2 separate regions of the Gossypium hirsutum genome follow, and region 1 is linked to region 2. The links are chromatin contacts, called in public Hi-C maps. All regions are on one chromosome and are shown on one strand. Each heading gives the region's core, a stretch centred on a gene start, on an enhancer-like site or on the middle of the called end of the contact. The rest is flanking DNA. Distances are from core to core; before and after follow the strand shown.

Region 1 (5,019 bases), core at 229-2,728, 150 kb before region 2:
AAAAACGGGTATTTCTGACGCTACAAGACTCGGATGAAAAATCCGACCGTACAAAGTCAAGAACACTTTATCGCCTAGCTGCTGTCCAAAAATCAGCTCAATCGAACCATGGATGGACCTTCAATCGAAGAGTTGATCACTGCTGCACTAAACTTGAAAAACTGAAATTTTCTTCTCTCTATCTCTCTGTTTTAATTTGAGATTTTTGGCTCTCAAAAAATTTCTGCCCACACCAACGTAAAAGCCCCCCAAAATAATGGCTTTTGACAAAACTAAAAAGAAGGCAAAACATTGTGGCAGAAAATATGGGTTCCCCACATAGTGGGACTCATACCCAACAGTACTAACCTGATTTAACAAAATACAAATTCAATTATCAACTATGTCCAAAATAAAAAGGTACCAATTAAGTACAAGTAGACAAATTCAATAGCCATAATTTTGGAAATAGAATATAATAAATTATTATAAATTTAAATTAACTAACCTATAATATAAATAACTAAGTCCAAAAAGGAAAATCAGACAAATCCAAAAAGTAAAATATATATTAGTCCTAACATACAATAAATAACAAAATGTACAGTTTGAAACTAATAATAATAACAACACATATAAAATATTATGAAATTTATCATGATATTATCATTTTTCTATAACACATAAAAAAGTTATCATGTCGGTGAAAGTAAAATTCAATATTAAAAATATAATCATAAAAAATTAAATATTGAACTGATTCGTGATACAAACTCAATCAATGAGATTATTTATATACACAATGTGGGTGAGAGAAAAACATTTTATGTAAAAAATTAACTAATAATTATTATTGGTATAATGGTATAATAACGGTAAGCATATCATAGAAAGGGTAAATTATTTTTTCCCAACTGAGTTAATATCGAGTTTATCCATTAAATTTATATTCAAATTGACTCTACTCAAAACTAACTTGACTAGTTCAATTAATAAATATAACACGATAAAATGTAAAATATAATATTTAAAATTTTATAATATAAAATATTTTAAATTTAATCACTATAGAGTAATACATAAATATATATAATATTTTTATTACTGTTATAAGAAAATAGATTATAATCTTAAAAGTAAAAAGTATAGAAATTAAATTATAAATGATTAGAATTAAATATTTGTTAATTGGATAATCCCACATTTGTGAATACTAACAAAAACGCGTGCACTAACAACAGCGCGTAAGACTCTCCAGTGAAGATCGAATTGAACTAATTTAGGAAACCTTTTTGTATTTTAATAATGAATGGTGTGGCCGCAGGTCCAGGATTCCTTCCAAAATTAAACCTGAGGCCAACCGCGTGAACCCACGCGAATAGATTTGGTCATCTCCAATCTTTCACGTAAAAGTCAATCTGAAACAATTGAGACTAACAAATGGCGATTTATTACAAGACAATAAAACGACAAGAGAGGTGTGTGGTGCTCTGTTCATCCCGTTTGGTTTTATAAGCTAACACATCTCCCCTCGTTTTTGTCTTGCTTTGTGTTTTTAACGAAGATAGCTTCTTCTCTCAAACTGAGGTAAATAGTAACATCGGCTTTTATGTGTTTTGTACAAAAATTTCCATCTTTTACTTGTTTTAGGTTTCTGGGTTTGCTTATTTTTATGGTTTAGATTGGGTGCTAGGGTTGTAGTTTTCTTATAAAGGTGGATTTTGATAAAACATAAACAAATTAAAGAAAATGGAGGTGGCATCAACCGAGAAGCCGCCGAGCTTTCCTCCTGCTCGGAAAAGGATGACGACACAGATAACAATAAAACGCGACGAAACGCCTCTGCATTACGCCGTACGATGTAAAGACCTTGCGGTGGTGAAAGAAATCCTTACGACTACCGAGGAAAATGAACTGAAAGAACTATTGCCTAAACAAAACCAATCTGGTGAAACTGCTCTTTATATTGCAGCCGAAAACGGTTATGTCGATTTGGTTAAGGAGATGATAAACTATTGCGATCTCTCCGATGCCGGGATCAAAGCTCGAAATGGCTTCGATGCATTCCATATTGCTGCTAAACAAGGAGATTTAGGTATGTTTCTCATGCATCAATTTTATGTTTAATGTTATTGTGAGGTGAATTAGTCCAGTTTTCGAGTTGGGATCAACATTAAGATGGTGACTTCATAATGTGGGCATTTTGCAGAAATATTGAAAGTGCTACTAGCAGTGCATCCTGAACTAGCAATGACAGTGGATTTATCAAACACCACGGCTCTACACACAGCTGCAACACAAGGGCACATTGAGATTGTGAATTTCTTATTAGAAGTAGGCAGTGGTTTGGCTACAATAGCAAGGAGCAATGGCAAAACAGCTTTACATTCAGCAGCAAGAAATGGGCATGTGGAGGTTGTGAAGGCACTTTTGGGCAGTGAACCAGGGATTGCTCCAAGGACTGATAAGAAAGGCCAAACTGCACTTCACATGGCAGTGAAGGGGCAGAACCTTAAGGTGGTAGAGGAATTGATTAGTGTTGATCCTTCATTAATGATAAACATGGTTGATACAAAGGGAAATACGCCTTTGCATATAGCTGCCCGGAAGGGCAGAATTCAGGTAAATCATACTAATAAATTGAGTTCGCTCGCCTTTACGCTCATGTTAGCTCTTGTGCATCAACAAGGCAAGATGCTAATCTAATCGCCTGTTTGTGCAGATCGTTAAGTTGTTAATTCGACACAAAGAAACCAACACAAAAGCCGTGAACAAAAGCCGCGAGACAGCGTTAGATACAGCTGAAAAAACGGGGAACCCCGAGGTTACCACCATTCTGCAACAGCATGGAGTTCAAAGTGCTCGAAACATCAAGCCTGTAGCATTGAACCCTGCCCGTGAGTTAAAACAAACAGTGAGTGACATCAAGCATGAAGTGCACAATCAACTAGAACATACTCGTCAAACTAGAAAAAATGTGCACGACATCGTCAAAAGACTCCACAAAATGCATTCCGAAGGTCTAAACAACACGATGAACTCCACCAACGTAGTCGCCGTCTTAATTGCCAGCGTCGCCTTTGCTGCCATCTTCACTCTCCCTGGCCAATTCATTGACAACCCGAACCAAGTCCCGAAGGGTCACTCCCTGGGGGAATCAAACATTGCTATATACCCAGCCTTTGTAATATTCTTCATCTTTGATTCCCTGGCACTCTTCATATCTCTTGCTATAGTGGTGGTTCAAACCTCGGTTGTTGTGATCGAGAGCAAGGCAAAGAAGAAGATGGCAGCGGTGATCAACAAGCTACTGTGGTTGGCTTGTGTGCTTGTTACGGTGGCGTTTTTAGCATTGTCGTACATTATAGTTGGGCAAAGGTGGTATAGGCTTGCATCCGGGATAAGCATTGTGGGAGCAATATTAATGGTGGCAACTCTAGCGGGCATGTGTTATTGGGTGATACGATATCGCCTTAAGGCTACCAACATGAAAAATTCACGATCGCCCACCGCCAGCAGGTCGCGTTCAGCGATTATGTCCGATTCTGAGATTATAAACAATAAGTTTCAAATGTATGCCCTTTAAATATGGTCTCCTACACAAATCTGATTTTTTTCTAGCCATTTGTTATTATTGATTGTTTGTCCTTTGATAAGTTAATTGTTAAATTATTTTTTCAGTTCAACTGAGTAAATTCTTGAAATTAAAAGTAAAAAGATTAATTTTAAATATATGAAATGTATAGGGACTGGAAACAGAATTAAACTTTTTTCATTCAAGATTTTCGTAAAATTAATGCTAATAAGCTAAGAACATTTTTGCTTATAGGGTTAAAACCATGGTGTGGTAGACCAACCATTCTTCTACATTGTTTTCAGCAATGAAGACATCACTGTGTAACATTCAATCTTTCTTCTATATTTAGTAAACCCTGGAAATCCATGAAGCATGATAGGATATGTTAAGTTCGCAATTATAATAAACGTGATGCGATGAAAAACGCATAAGTGACAATTGTTTTCTAAGTACATACTCTATGGTTTGCATCGCATTTACATATGAAAAAGAAGAGGACAGCTCTTATAGTCAGGTACCAAATTCTTAGGTCAAATTATGATTTGAGATTTAAACAACTGTCTACTTTTACAATATCCAATAATTATTCCAGTTAAAAAGCTGAGGTGGGCTTTCCTTAAAACTCTCCTAATACCCATAAAAATCATATTAACATGACGAGTTGAAAGGCTGTATTTTTAAGGGAAAATTATGTGTAATCATTTTAAGAGATTAATCCTAAATTTGAGCGTTATAGAGGGAGTAAAACTATAATTTAATCAAATCTTTACAACTTTTAGTTATTCTTTTCCCATTTACTTACAAATATTAAACCCAAAATCTAAACCACTTGATGGATTTTGAATTAATATGCTCTAAACAGAGTGGATGCGGTATAAAGGTGGGTAAATTTTTTTTCTTTTGAATAATGGGCATGGTAATTGCTATGTAATATAAGGTTGGCTAGATTTTTTTCTTTTGGATAATGGGTATAATAATTGCTTACCCCACGCCGACTCGCTCCATTATATAAAATAACAACTTTATCTTTTTATGTATAAACTATTAAAAGTGTAAAAATATAATAACATAATATAGAAAAAAAATCATATATTTTATGTTTAAATTTTTTTTAAAAAAAATTACATTTAAATATTTACTTGACTTTAAAGAAGATTGAAAATATTAAAGATAAGTAGCAAAATTTAAATTGAAGCAAAACGAGAAGGGACGGAGATAGATATTATACATCCATAATAAAGCAAGTGGATGGTGGAACAGTCCGTGCTAACACCACATTTGGTTGGGGTGAATGGAATAAGGTTGTAATAGAAAAGAGTTGTATACAGTAATTCAATTGTTTGGTTCAATGGAATAAAATAGAGTTGTAATAGTATTATTATATTCGGTTGAATGGAATAGATGTTGTAATAGCATAAAGAAAAAGACTTAAATGATCAAAGTACCCTTAGCAGAAATTTTTT
Region 2 (5,128 bases), core at 1,063-3,562:
TTTGTTATTTTGCAGGATAATTGAATATTTATTAATTTCCTGAGTTAGAATTCGGTTAATAGATAACACCATCTCAATTAACTTTTTAATATATAGTATAGATTCACACACAATTCATTTAAGGGTGTGTTTGTTTATGGAAATTTACTTAAAAAAAAGTTTTCTACATTTTCTTGTGTTTATTTCATGAGAAACAACTTGATCAACAAAATAACTTACAGGTAGACCTGATCATGGGCCGGGCTGCCTAGCCCAATCTAAAGGTCCACCCAAAAAAGGGAGAGTTTTGATAAAAATATAGACTCGAAAAATAGACATAGACAAAAAATAAAGCATGTTTTCTTAACGGGCCGGATTTTGAGTAAAAATTTTTTTGACCCCAGCTCCGGCCTGAATAAATTAATTATTTTTAATAAAAAAATTTGTTTTGTTTTTGTTTTTCTTGGTGTTTTTGTGCTATTTTTTTGTTGTTGTTATTTTTGTTATTTTTACTATTATTTTTTCTGTTTAGGTATTATTTTTTGTGCATTTTTATATTATTTTGCTACTGTTTTTAATGTTGTTTTATCCTTTTTGATATTATTTGGATATTGTAAAACTTATGTTTTGTTGTTAATTTTTGTTACTATTTTAGTTGCAACTATCTTAAGATAAAGAATTTTTAATGTATTTTCAATTTGTTTGTGGTTTTAATATTTGTTTTAATGTTTTAAAGTGTATTTGATATATTATATTTTTTAAAAATTTGTTGTATTCGGGCCAGGTTCTAGTTTAGCTTCTATAATTCGAGTCGAGTTTAGACAAAATTTTAGGCCAATTTTTTGGGTTAGACCCGAACCAAAAAAATAGGTCAAAAATTTTGTTGAGACTCGATCCGAACCTAACCCAACCCTCGATCAGCTCTACTTACATATTAATAGATTTCTTTTCTTTTTTTTTGTGATTTGACTTGTCATTTTAAAAAGTACAAATTATTTTTTTTAAAAATAGTTGTTTTATGAATATTTTTATTTTTATATAAAAATTAATTTTAATCGAATTTAATGTTATTACATTATAATAAATTCTTTAATTTTAATTTCTAAAGATATTTTTTAAAAGATAACTTCTTTTTGCAATTTTCATATAATTTCCTTTTAATTTCCACGTGTTATTCCTTTACTTTCCAATTTTAATATAATTTCTTTTTATCACAGGACGCTTCTTTGTTGATTGGCAGCCCAATCGACCTCATTAATGTGCTCTAGCTTCCTCGTTCTTCTCAAGCTGGAATATTGCGCCACCTCTCTTGCCACCGCTTGCTTCTTCACCTATCAAAGGACCACTAAAAGAACAAAAGCGTCACTGCGTCAAAAACAACAGCAGCGACAAAGCCGGCTTTTGCTTTCGCTAGCTTTCTCTTCAACGCTTCACTTTCTGAACCCCAAAACCCTTCATCGGCGCCATAGGTTTCGTCGACTTGAGCTAGAAGCATACTGGCCGTGAGTTTATCTGAATCTGAAATAAGCAACACGAGAGAAGCTAATGATACCTCTTTAGGATCAAACGGCGAGCTAGAACGTAACGATACCTCTCTTATTCGAGGGGAGGATCTGAAGGCAGCGATGGTGAGAATGGGGGGTTAAGAGTCAAGTAGTCAACCAGAATTTTTGATGGGTGGACATTAATACATGTAATTTTTAATTTATCAAAAAAAATATAAAAGGAAATATACAAGTATTTATATCAAAATTGGAAATGCTTATTTTTAAAAATGTAAATGATTTGTACACTTATGTCACATCATTTTTATTACGATTTGACGTAAAATAAATTTTCCCTATTATTTGTAGTTGCAATTTATGATTGTAGGTGTAGCTTCCAAAACGGAAATTTACATCTACCAATTGAAAAGCTTGTTAAGTTTTGAGGAAAAAAATGGTAAGTATCAAACTGAGGGACAAATCATTATTTAACTTTGTATAATTTTATTTTGATATAAGTTGGAATATATTCTATTTTTAATTATGAGTTTGATGAATATTATAATAATTAATTTTGATTATGATTATTTGGATATATTAATTATAATTGCAAATTACGATTGTACCAAAAAGGAAATTTACATATATTAATTGAAAAGTTGGTTTTGTTAACACATGATTATATTATATAAGAAAAGAGTAAAATTATGTTTTTTTATTTAAAAATCATTTAATAAATATATTTTGCAGGAGCAAACATCAAAAACAACAGCTTGGAATAACAGAAAATGGCCCAAATTTAGTATATCTTTAAAAGCAAGGAAAGGAATAGGAATTGGAATAGGAATAGGAATAGGAATAGGAAATTTAAGTAAATATTTGTCTTGTACTACTAAAAACAGTAAACTTTATTTTTGTAGCAATAGTTGAGAAGATTTGTTTTCCCTAACTGAAAGTGGAGATTCAGTGTGGGAGGCCGCTATCGTAGTTTGTTCACGTGGAGATTTTGTATTAGTTAAAATCAATGTGGGATCAGTTTTTTCAGCGATTGAATCGCTCTTCATAATCATCTCTATTTATTTGAGTTTGACTGTTTCCTTAAAAAGGAGGAATGAATTAATAATAGCTGAGGATTCTGGGCTGTGATTAATTTATTTATTTCTACTCTGCTGATGAGAAAGTTGTTTATCCGTTAATGGGGTTCTGATTTCTAATGTGTAAAATGTAAAAAAGTGAAAAACTTTTGGCTCAGTTTAACAACTATTTGGCATTGTAAGAAAAAGGGTATTCTTTGGTTTTTTTTCTTTTTCCTTTTCATTGCTTTCTTATTATCTCAGTGGGCGAAAAGATTGGTTGTGTTTAATTTGTTAGTGAGTTTTTTGTTTAATATACTTTGTACAGATCATGATGTTTCAATTAAATTTCATTGCTTTTTAGTTCCAGTATGGAAGAAACATTAACAAAGTTTCAGCTTCTCTGATATTTATTGCAGAAATATTGTCCGTGACGTTGAATTTCAATGGGGAGAGGAGGGGAAAACTATGGTAAGAGAGAAAATGCAGGTGCTGCCTCTTTCAAGCAAGAAACTTTTCCAGCTTGGGCAAGAGATGTGAAACAATGTGAAGAGAAGTACCAAGTGAATCGAGAATTGGGATTATCAAGTGCTGAAGTTGAAAAAAGGAGGCAGATTTATGGATTGAACGAGTTACTGAAACACAAGCCGACATCCATCTTTCAACTGCTTTTGGAGCAATTTAATGACACATTAGTTAGGATACTGTTGGCTGCTGCAATCATATCTTTTGTTTTAGCTTGGTATGATGGTGAAGAAGGAGGGGAGAAGGAGATAACGGCTTTTGTGGAGCCACTTGTTATTTTCTTGATCTTGATAGTGAATGCCTTTGTGGGAATATGGCAAGAAAGTAGCGCGGAAAAAGCATTGGAGGCTTTGAAGGAAATTCAATCGGAGCATGCCGACGTAATTCGAGATGGTAAGAAGGTCTCAAGTTTGCCTGCTAAGGAACTTGTCCCCGGAGATATTGTGGAATTGAGGGTTGGTGATAAGGTACCGGCGGATATGCGGGTTTTGAATATGATAAGCTCAACTGTAAGAGTTGAACAGGGGTCATTGACCGGGGAGAGCGAAGCTGTAAGCAAGACTGTGAAGGTTGTTCCTGAGAATTCGGATATCCAAGGGAAGAAATGTATGGTCTTTGCTGGAACAACTATGGTCAATGGCAACTGTATTTGCTTGGTCACTGAGATAGGCATGAATACTGAGATTGGAAAGGTGCATTCACAGATTCATGAAGCATCACAGAGCGATACAGATACCCCATTAAAGAAGAAATTGAATGAGTTTGGCGAGGTTTTAACAATGATAATAGGAATGATTTGTATATTGGTTTGGCTTATTAATGTGAAATACTTCCTTTCTTGGGAATACGTTGATGGTTGGCCAACAAACTTTAAGTTCTCATTTGAGAAGTGCACATATTACTTCGAAATTGCGGTGGCATTGGCTGTTGCTGCAATTCCAGAAGGTTTACCAGCAGTTATTACGACATGTTTAGCACTGGGAACCCGAAAGATGGCTCAAAAGAACGCACTTGTCCGGAAGCTGCCTAGCGTAGAGACTCTTGGTTGCACAACTGTTATCTGTTCTGATAAGACAGGAACCTTGACTACCAATCAGATGGCTGTTTCGAAGCTTGTTGCTATAGGTTCAAGGTCGGGCACTCTGCGATCTTTTGATGTGGAGGGGACTACATATGATCCTTTTGATGGGAAAATACTGGGATGGCCTGTTGACGGAATGGATTCCAATCTTGAAATGATTGCCAAGATTTCTGCTGTTTGCAATGATGCTGGTGTTGAGCAATCTGGGAGGCATTATGTTGCCATTGGAATGCCTACAGAAGCAGCACTAAAGGTGAAAACTCTATTTAATAAATGAAACCCTTCTAGTTTGTGTAGTACCGCATCTGTTTGAATAAACCCACTCTAACACGAAGCAGGAGCCGAAACAAATACTTAACTATGAACCTCTTTTAGTAGCATATTTTGAATATTAATTATGTTCTTTTAGGTAATAGAACAGGAACACCTAAATCTCAGCATCAGCAACTCCATTGTTATGTTTACTGAGGCAGTCCTATTGTGTTCATTTTCATTTCAGGTTTTGGTTGAGAAAATGGAACTTCCTGAAAAGTACGCTTCCTCTTCAGCTCCTGGGGATCCTCAACGTATGTTAGCTGGTCTATTTACTATAACTTTATTGTATTTAGGTGACGATTTCTATTTCGTACTGAGCTTTCTCTGTTGCTTTACTAAGCTATACAAGGCTGTTGTCACGTGTGGAACAAAATGGTGCAAAGGATTGCTACACTCGAGTTTGACCGTGATCGGAAGTCCATGGGAGTTATTATCAATTCCAGCTCAGGAAACAAGTCATTGCTAGTAAAGGTTTTTGATCTCTCTTTGCCTCGTAACATGGATGACCACTTATTGATATCTTATATTGCTCATGTTTCCTCTTCCAATATCTTCACGTTTCTCTTTAGTTCTGGTTAAGGTTTTATTTCAACATCCTTTCCATGTCACTATAACTGTGAATGCTTAATGTTGCAGGGTGCTGTAGAGAATCTATTGGAGAGAAGCTCTTT

Evidence for each region. A called contact is a pair of places that touch in the nucleus more often than the background predicts.
Region 1: a contact with region 2 is called in a Hi-C map of leaf, with 1.9 times the contacts expected there. The contact joins the promoter of LOC107887987 here to the promoter of LOC107885955 in region 2. A contact is called at or near these places in 3 of 34 Hi-C or Micro-C datasets (callus and leaf).

Annotation. Positions count from the first base shown.
Region 1 is chrA03:7,555,275-7,560,293 of Gossypium_hirsutum_v2.1, reverse strand. It overlaps LOC107887987 (ankyrin repeat-containing protein At5g02620), which reads left to right and starts at 1,478. Exons shown (of 3, transcript XM_016812184.2): 1 at 1,478-2,074; 2 at 2,189-2,601; 3 at 2,702-3,711. The coding sequence starts at 1,729. The coding sequence ends at 3,565.
Region 2 is chrA03:7,405,545-7,410,672 of Gossypium_hirsutum_v2.1, reverse strand. LOC107885955 (calcium-transporting ATPase 1, endoplasmic reticulum-type) reads left to right here and starts at 2,312. Exons shown (of 9, transcript XM_041107247.1): 1 at 2,312-2,735; 2 at 2,956-4,395; 3 at 4,642-4,708; 4 at 4,798-4,928; 5 at 5,094-5,128. The coding sequence starts at 2,983.